Regions from separate parts of the Rattus norvegicus genome. Here region 1 is linked to region 2. The links are chromatin contacts, called in public Hi-C maps. All regions are on one chromosome and are shown on one strand. Each heading gives the region's core, a stretch centred on a gene start, on an enhancer-like site or on the middle of the called end of the contact. The rest is flanking DNA. Distances are from core to core; before and after follow the strand shown.

What was found. Hi-C and Micro-C count contacts between places; a contact is called where the count stands out from the background.
Region 1: a contact with region 2 is called in a Hi-C map of frontal cortex, with 2.1 times the contacts expected there. The contact joins the enhancer-like site here to the promoter of Pid1 in region 2. A contact is called at or near these places in 5 of 12 Hi-C or Micro-C datasets (the A7r5 cell line, the Rat2 cell line, Schwann cells and 2 more).

The regions. Positions count from the first base shown.
Region 1 is chr9:93,218,385-93,223,218 of GRCr8, reverse strand. All of the region lies in intron 4 of Dner (delta/notch-like EGF repeat containing), which reads left to right. Among named protein-coding and RNA genes, the nearest start is that of Dner, 130 kb to the left of the region's middle. Within about 2 kb of position 2,833, at least 5 of the 93 cell types and tissues checked have an H3K27ac peak or open chromatin away from gene starts, as enhancers often do.
Region 2 is chr9:92,949,554-92,954,384 of GRCr8, reverse strand. Pid1 (phosphotyrosine interaction domain containing 1) reads left to right here and starts at 3,217. Exons shown (of 3, transcript NM_001379478.1): 1 at 3,217-3,475. The coding sequence starts at 3,446.

The DNA.
Region 1 (4,834 bases), core at 1,584-4,083, 270 kb before region 2:
CATTTCTTTCCCTTGTTATCTCATTAGAAGATGATTGTGAGGTATTAAAGTTGTTTTTAAACCAAAACCACATTTTAATGTTATCAGCATGTAGGGGCTTATAAGTATTCTTTCCATGATTGGTATTACTATGTAAGCGAAGACTTAGCCTAGAATTCATGTTTTTCCAAGTACTGACACAACCCACCGGCATCATTATTTGTTGGCCCCCCTTGCTGACTGTGGTGATGAACTCAGTATACGGTACAGTTCCACCCTGGGCATGCAACATGCTGCAGCAGGCAGGCTGGGGCTCCAGGGCCCTGCTGTGGTGGGATTGGGGCAAGGGGCAAGCATAAAAGGAAGGAAGTGTTCTCTCACCTTCCAAGATAGTCCCAGGAGGCAGCCTCCATAGCTAGGTGGACCTGGTAGGTCTAAAAGAGATTCTTTTAAATGTCCCAGGGAGTCTTTAAGACACTTAAAACTGATGCTAATCAAGAAGTAGATTAGGGTAGAGTAACTCCTGTCTGTGTGAGCCTGCTTGAAGTCCCTCACTTGTGAAGTCACCCCTGTGAGGCACTAAGGGGCTTCTGCAGTGTTTGAGCCTCTGTTTCAGAGTTTCAAAGGACAAACAGCAGATACTTCTGAATCTGAACCCAGGGATCAGGTTGGGGATTTTCTTGGTTCCATGAAACAAACACAAGGTTTTTCTATTAAGCTATTGGTTTTTCCTTTCTCTGCCTCTCCATTCTGTCAATTTTCTTTCCCTCTTCCTTAGCCTTTTATTTTAAAAAAGTAAAGATAATGGGATTTATGTTTAGATTAATTTGGAAAAATGAAATCCTAAAGAATTATTATTATATTTTAAAGTTTTTTTTTTTTTTTTGAGACAGGTTCTTGCTGTATGGGTGAGCCCCACCTAAGACCAGGCTGACCTTGAACTCACAAAGATCCACCTGCCCTTGCCTCCTGAGTGCTGGGAATAAAGGTATTCACCACTACCACTGAGCTTGGGTTCTTCTAACTAAGAGACAACCCTTGGGGCTCTGGCCAGCAAACTTCCCAAAACATTCCTTAGCTCTGTTAGTAAAAATGTCAACCAGGAAAGTACATTTCTGATTACCTCTTTGCAATCTAGTTTCTGGGCTATGGCAACATCTCTTTTATTTCTTCTTTCTTAGGAGCTAGGGCAAGAGGGGAATGGAGGGGGGTACAGGGGACCAGAGGGAGACAGGGGAGGCAAGGGACAGAACTGAGGTGCACAGAGATGCTCCGGAGTGCTTAGGTTATGAAGTCATGGGACACAGAGTCTCTTTCAGAGAAGCAAAGCTATTTTTCCGTTTTACTCCTTTTTACAAGGTAAGAGGCTATATCATTTATTTCTTATTAGAGAAATGTAGATGGAAGAAAGACAGAAGAATGGGAACTTCCTTTCTTGCAGCCCCTCCCGTTGACAGCCATGTTAGCACTCTGTGAGGTCCCCTCATACATTGCTTCTTGCGTACAGCGTGTACACACACAGGAGAGCACGGTCACGCACGTGTTGGCTATCTGTTCTTCCCACTCCATGTCTTATTGGCATTCTTTTATGTGAGTGAGTACAAATTTACAGAATTGCTTTAATGGTTGAATATTGAATCAAAATATATTTTATTTAACCAGTATGCTAATGTTGAACAATTAGTGAATAATACCCCTGTCTTAGTCAGGGTTTCTATTCCTGCACAAAACATGACCAAGAAGCAAGTTGGAGAGGAAAGGGTTTATTCAGCTTACACTTCCACATTGCTGTTCATCCAAAGGAAGTCAGGACAGGAACTCATAACAGGGCAGGAACCTGGAGGCAGAAGCTGATGCAGAGGCCATGGAGGGGTGCTGCTTACTGAATTGCTTCCCCTGGCTTTCTCAGCTTGCTCTCTTATAGAACCCAAGACCACCAGCCCAGGGATGGCACCATCCACAATGGGCTGGGTCCTCCCCCCTTGATCACTAATTGAGAAAATGCTTCACAGCTGGGTCTCATGAAGGCATTTCCTCAAGGGAAGCTCCTTTCTCTGTGATAACTCCAGCTTGTGTCAAGTTGACACACAAAACCAGCCAGTACAACCCCCTTCCCCTCGCCACTCTCTTTTCCTCCCATTCTTCCCTCTCTCCCTGCTTTCCTTCCTTCTTCTCCCTTTTCCGGTCCTGCCCCATGCTCCTTTCCCTTCCTTTTCTTCCTCTTTTCCTTCCTGCTTTTATTCCTCCTTTCTCTTTCTTTCAGCTCCCTTCCTTCCTCCTCTTTTGATCAATTTTTAAGCATGTCTATAACTGTAGCTGAACAGTTTTTGATACAGATCATGGGACTGCCCTTACCCTTTCTCCGGTTCCCACTCAAGCGACGACGTACTGCTGAGAACCAGCGTCTCCTTTCCTCTGTCCACATTTAGTAAGATGCTGTCTCAACACACCTCACAGCAGCTCCTCACCAGCCTGACTTGGAGGAGAGTGGCTGAAACAGTTTCCTGACAAGGGAAACTTTAAGTCACAGTATCACTTTAGAAGGGTGGTCATTGTCACAGTCGTCATTATACTTGTGCATTAGGGTGAATGTGAAGAAGCGGAGGGGAGGGGAGAGAACCAACTCTCACCTGTTCTCTCGGCACCACCACACTGTCCAACATGGGGGATGGCTGCTCACGTGACACACAGAAGGATCCGGTCCCTGGGTGCTCATGTGACACACGGAAGGATCTGGTCCTTGACTCCAGTTCACCTCCTGTGCACTAATTTTACTTTGCTGTCTCCTGACAGTAGATACTTAAGTCCCTTCTGTCACAGACCTCATACAAAGTGAGGAAGCTTCATAAACTGGGTCAGAGCACATTCCATAAAAGACAAATATTTGGAAAAGCTATCAGGGAGGTTTTAGAGAACAACACTGAGTCCCGCCCCACCCCCAAATCTCCACTCGTAACTTTTTCAAAGGCTGTGGATATAAAACACAGAGTAGTAAGTAAACAGACTGAAGAAGGCCATGTCAGCAGGACAGTTTTGTCCAGCTCTGGGTAAGGCATATAAAGGACTGGGATTGTGCTTCCAAAAACCTCTCTTGTGCACTCATGTCTGAGACTCTCCCTGACATTTGAGTTTCTGAATGCTGGAGTATTTTTGGTTTCACAGGCACGGTTAACAAGCAACGCTCTCACAGCTGTCTTGTTTTAACGCCGTAATTGTGAGCTGACCTACAAAAGTTATGCTTGCCTGGTAGACAAATGGAAAAAAAATCTCCTTAAATAAATACACTGACAAATTCTGTTAGGCGAAGTGGCTAATAATGGGAGACTCTAGAACATGCCCAATGAGACACGGGGCCCTCAGTATCTACACATCTCAGCAAGCATCAGTAAATGGATTTCCATACATAGGGCATTGTTGTTAAATCTGGGATGCAAAGAAATGTATGATGCTTATCTCTGACTTGAGAGACTTCTGCTTCAGGCCCATGGGATAGATATTCTTATTAAATAAGCCACATAAATCCTGTGGTCCTGCTGCCCACTCTTGCTGATAAAACTACATTCAAATCAATGCACTATAGCAGCCAAGTTGTGAATTAAAACACTTTGAACCTTGATTTGTCTTCAAGAGGAATTGTGGAGAGGGTGGAAATGCAGCTCTATTAGGCAACAGATCGCACTGACCTTGCTTTCTCAGTTTCTACGTGCTTGGCATACCCACTTTCTGAAATCCTCTTTTTGATCTCCAAGTCTATCCATTTTCATCCCCACCCCTAGCCAAGTATCCGGTCTTGGTGGCTTTTCTATCCTCTCTCATTTTCTCTTGTACCTTTTGTGTCAGCGCACACAAATGGTGTTTGGCTGCGCATGGTTCTCTTTGTTTCTCATTGCCTATGTTCCCCACTGAATAGAGTGTAACCAGGACCTTGTTCCATAGTTGAGACTTCTTCCTGCTTAAAGCCAAACTAAGGGGGCAACTGGAAAAATTCACACAGCAGGCGATTGCTGGTAAGATGTCAATGCTTTTTCGATGATGTTGCATACAGAGAGATGAAAAAGCAAAGACATGTATATTAAATATTAGAGAGTCATACAATCAATTCAAAGGCTGAGTGAATTTAGGAGGGGAGAATATTTACATATTAAGTTACTGTCCTCATTGATCAAATATCTGACAAGATGCACCCTAGAGGAAGAAGGGTTTATTTTGGTCCCTCATGTTTAGGACAGCATGGTAGCAGGACCAGCTTCTGGGAGCCTAAGGATGCTTACTCTTGTCTCAGTGCATCAGAAAACAGACATAGAAGAATGACGGGCCTCCTCAGGCTTTCTCCTTTTCTTTCTTTAATTCAAACCCCCTACCCCTGGATAGTTGTCCTACACTTAGGGTGAGTCTTCTTTCCTCTGTGAAAGCCCTCTTGAAACATCCCCACAGGCACATTGAGCTATGTGTTCTCCTGGTGATTCTAAATCCAATCAAGTTGACAGAGATGATTAATCACGACAGTGTCCAGTTATCAAGGGTTTAAACCTGAGCCATACCTTGAACTGGGTCTTGAACAAAAAGCTGGAAAAGGCATGAATGACTTCATGGGGGAGTGGGGGATGGGCATGGCATTTGCTAACAGCAGAGCGTGTTGTCTGTGCCCGTGGATTTCGACAATAAAGTTGGAAGGTTATGAGAAGCCTGGGTGGAACCAGAAAGGGGTCACTCCTGTGTTAGGGCTTAGGTTTAGCTCACAGGCAGGAGGAGCAGGTGGTGACAGTGACACTGGGGTACATGCTGAGTACCTCAGAGGAGCTTTTGATGGTAGAAAACAAAAACAGGGTCAGGTGAGGTGGCAGCAAGTGTTAGG
Region 2 (4,831 bases), core at 1,968-4,467:
TTTTTTATTTGAGAAAGTAAGTGGAAGAATGAAATCTACAAACATTTCAAATGAAAATAGCTTAACCCTGGGATACATGGGATACTTCATGAAAATCATTCCAATAACAAAAGGGGATAGAAGTGTAGTAGGGACCCAGACTGATGTTTTCTGTATGTCTACATGGCTGGTCAGGTTATAAATTATAGTCCTCAGTGTTGGGCAACATTATCACTCTTTCACAGATGAGCTTTCTGTGTCTCTGCGAGGCAAATGAGTCACTTTGGATGGACAGTTAGAAAGTGAGGATTCAACTTGGGACTTCCCCTCGTCCTAGCTCATTTCCAATGTTTATTCTGATTCACATGTACTTCTACAAATGCACTAAAGTTACACATTTTATTCAGTCTACTTTGAAAACATAATTGTATCCTAGATACTTCTCACACTTTGAAGTCATGGTTTTAGTGACTACATGGTATCTTAATGCATTTTTCCGATGTTGGACCAAAACTTGTTTACCATTATCCTGGTGTGAACATTTAGGTTGCTTAGATTAGGGCTTAAGACTCTGAATTAGATCAAATCCGGTTTAATAAAATGGCTGAGGAGGTTTGTAATCATTTTCTGGATCACATATGTCTTTCCCCCCCTTTGTTATTTTCCTTGAACTTGTATTTATTAACATGATCCGACCTGCTTGGATAATTGGCAGCGATTAAATACATGGAATTAGGCACGTACTTATATGCATTTGATGTTTTCATTCGCAGCAACCAAACCCCCTTTGAGTACTCCAGGAGTGGTTCCTTGCCAAGAACAAAACTGTTTGCCCCTAAAAGAGAGCATTTTCTGAATGACCAGGAAGGGATCCCTTAGAAGTAGCAGGGCCTTGCTGGGAGGGACCTACATGCACATCCCAACTCTGACCAGTAGATGGCTCTATTTCATTCACCCTCCACTGCAGGTTCCTCCTGAATGGGAACACTTGAACCTATGAGTGGGAGGGGTCCCTTTTGTCACCCACCCCCATCCCATACCTGGCCTCTTTTTCCTCCTGTCACCTAGTTTCCTATTCACTGCCTAGGGGAAGTCAGGACAAGTGATTTGGATCCAAATGTATCCAATGCTTCACAAAGTGGAAACTGGTGGTGACTGTTGGGCTGAAAGCGAAAGCTCCTTTTCTTTAAATAGCACCGTGCTCACAACTAGAGGCCGTATTAACTGAGTCATAACAATTAATTACATTCGGGGAGGCGAGAAGACGGGATTTAATGCTCTAATGCGATTTGAATGTAGGCTGTTATCCCACCCCACTGCTATTTAAAACAAAATCCCTTTTTTCTTTTCCTATGAAAGTATCTGCAACTAAAGATGATTTCAAAGCTTGTCTGAAGACATCCTTGGCAACTGAAGATTCCTATTTTAGCTGCCTGAGGGGTTTCATGTGTATGTCTGGAGTCGCTAGATTTTATTAAATGAATTGCATCTCTTTCAATTTGGGGATACGATTAAGGAGAAGTAGGAGAAGGGGAAGACATCAGGAATTTTCTAGGTGTTAAAGCACACAGGGGGAACTAGTTATTAGGGAAAGGGGAGGGGGATTTATCTGAAAATGACAGGGACCATATCAACAAAGCTGGAAGGTATGTCTTTATACAGGGTGGGCAGTTTTTGTTTGTTTTATTTTTATTTATTTTTTTCAAGAAAGGTTCAGAGCATGTACCTGCAGCTCAGAAAGGGCTGAGAAGGTCCAATTAAGTGGGAGAGCACTGTGGATGCCTGGTGGGATAAAGACAAGCTTGTTTCATCCCTGTGGCTTTACCATCGGCTCAGCGGGACACCCAAAGTCCTGGGTGTACCTGAGAGAGATCTTGAAGTCCTATGACTGGAGCATTGGGTCTGAATATCAGCTATGTGCCTCACATGGCAGTGTGTACCTTGGGAAATGGGACTTCTGTCCAAATGAGGAGTAGACTCTGGAATATTTTATTTTGTGGACAGCACTCCACCTGTGCAGGATAGGGAAGAGAAATGGTTTATCCCAGGCCAGGAGCTGACTTTGATTTCGAATGGGCTGTGAGAGGTCTCAGTGCTTTCCTCCCAGCCCTGTTGAGCGCCGGATCTTGCCTGGCAGTAGTTTGGGTCCATGTTCTCCCTTCGCCCCTCTCTATTTGCTCTGCCTCATAAGCTCTTCCACACATCTTGCTCCCACTTTCTTCCTCAACTCTGCGATACAGGTTCCTCTCCCAACTCTGTCAAGCTCCCTCAGAGTTTCTGTCTCAGACAGGTTTGCTTCCTGTGATGTATCCCTGGCCAAGAACTTCGTCCTTCATGCCATCCACGTGCATCGTTGAGGCCAGTGTCTGGCCTTGTGACCCAAATTCATCACGCCTCATTTGTCTCACCCGCACTCTGGGGATAGATAGTAATATTTATCACGCAGAAGGCCCTAGAGGGTGGGAGCAGGCTTGCACAGAAGGTTAACACTTGCCTGGGAACCTAAGACCTGGGAGGTCAGTATGGTGGCCCCATGGGTTCTCAGAGCCGAGTTAGCACCTGGAAGATCTGGAGAAGGATGCTCGTTGGTGAGCTATGTGTCCTGTCTCTCAAGGCTCTCAGATCTTTTATCCAGCGGAGTCCCGCGCATGTCAATGCCTCTTGACTTTGTGTCTTAAGGATGCACTCCTCTGCTTTTCTCTCTACATCAGTTCTTTTGCTTTTCTTCCCAACATTTATGACCAGCAGGTCTTTCCTCCATCACCACCATCTCCCTCACGTAATATAAGCTCAGCAGAGGGGGTGTGCTCTTGTCCCTTACTGAGCACCACTGTATCTCCAGAACTTAGTGAAGCAGGTGGAACATAACTCAGTCAACCCAAGGGATCAAAGCTCTTCCATACATGTCCCAAGTTATTCAGACACCTCCCCCACCGCCCCCTGAATGAAAACCCCCGGGGAGGGGCATCGCTATCTTTCCACCAGGCCCTTTCTCCCTGGGTCACTTTGTGCCTTTTCCCAGATCCGGTACCAACTTAGGGACTTGACCAGCTTCTAGCCTCTCCAGGGTTTTCAGGACGCCAGGGTCTGAGGGGTACAGACCCCATAGCCCCAGGCGCCGGTTCCCCCCTGGCAGAAGCCCGCCCGGGCATGCTCAGACCGCGCAGGTCCGGGCGGCGGCGGGGGGAGGAGGGAGCGGCCGTGGCGCTGGGGCCCGGGCGGAGCTGCGCAATCGTCTGAGCTGCGCACCGACTGGCGGCCGGAGCGGAGCCCACAAGTTGCCGGCAGCGGAGCGCCGCCTCGTCCCGCTCTCAGCTCCTGCGCCCACCGGGCTGCGGCCGGCGCCAGGACGCTCAGCCTGCAGACGCTGACCCCAGATGTGACAGCGGGACCGCAGCTCCCTCTCCTTCCGGGCGCAACCCACAGAGTCTCGCCAGCGTCTCTGCCAAAACCCCAAGGCTGGAAGATGTGGCAGCCGGCTACTGAGCGCCTGCAGGTAAGGGGCACCCGAGAGGCCCCGGGGCCAGCCTGGAAGAGGAGGTGCTGGGTTGATGTAGCCAAGGTGATGCTTTGGCTCATTTTCAGGGATCTACACCCCCATTACACCCCTCCCCAAGACCCCTCATCTCCACAATTCTGTAAGATTCCTCTATGGGAACTGGATGCTTGTGTGCTCAGCCCAGAGCTCCGAACTGATCCAGGGTCATTGGATGATGAAATTGATTAAGGGGCTGCTTCCAGCCTTACAACTTTTGGCCTGGAGGTGTTGGTGCGTGTGTTGATATAAATAACATTAGACTTTCTGAACAGCATTAAAGGTTGCATCCCGCTGACACAATTTACTGGTTGGGGTTAGGATATTTGAATTCAGATCCCCCCTCTCTCTCTCTCTCTCTCTCTCTTTTTTTTTTTTTTTGTCTCTAGGAAAAGACAGAACAAATGATTTGTGAAAGCACGCATTTGCCAATATAATTTGGAAATGTCGAGCTTGGTTTGGCTTGGTCGTGGTATGCGACATATTTTCTTTTTCCCTTATTCATTGGCACTCTCTCCCCTTCATGTCCCCTAAATCCAAGCTTCTGCAGATATTTGAAAGGCAAAAGTTAATTTCAGCCAGGAATGGGGATGTCCCGGCTCATCCCACCAAAAGTTTTTCATTGCTGTCCCTTGACATGCCACGGGGTCTTTGATTTAGTTTCTGAAACTAGGCAGCTGGGAGAGCAAGGTAACACAAGAAAAAGGGGAGTTTCCCCAGATAGGACTCATTCAGTGACACTTTGGTCCTTGGGATGGCCCTGGCTGAAAGATTTGATGACTGCCATTTGCTCCCAAATACTCTCCAGGGGGACAGCAGCCATTCTCTAAATCCTGCAGCTAGACTTTTGGCAGACTCCGGGCTACACTGTTGTGTAGTAAACTTTGAAGAAGTGTTTAAGTGGTAAAAGTACAGTGGGATGAGTATTGTCTGGAGACTTAGGTTAGAGAGGCCAGGATCCTGGCTGACTTGGGAGGGTTCTCAAAGAGCATTCCAAGCTCCAAACGCAGACAGCCCCTCAAATGCTCAGCAAAGCCAACCCTGCCTCCCAGTCTTTATCCACAGTGTGAGCCTGCAGAGGGCATTGCATTTCAGAGAACCAGATTGCCCTCACCTCACACACAAAAAAAGGCCCTTCCCAATGGTCTCCAGGGCGGTAGCTTAGGGCGAGCATGTTCCCACTTATAGAGAGACCTGGATTCCAGGCCAATCCCTTCAGGTCTCAAACAGATTAAATCAACCCACTTGGCTAGCTTTGGAGTTGAAGACGTGGTGCCCAGTCTCCTGACCCCCTCTCTAGTTTATTAAGAGAACATC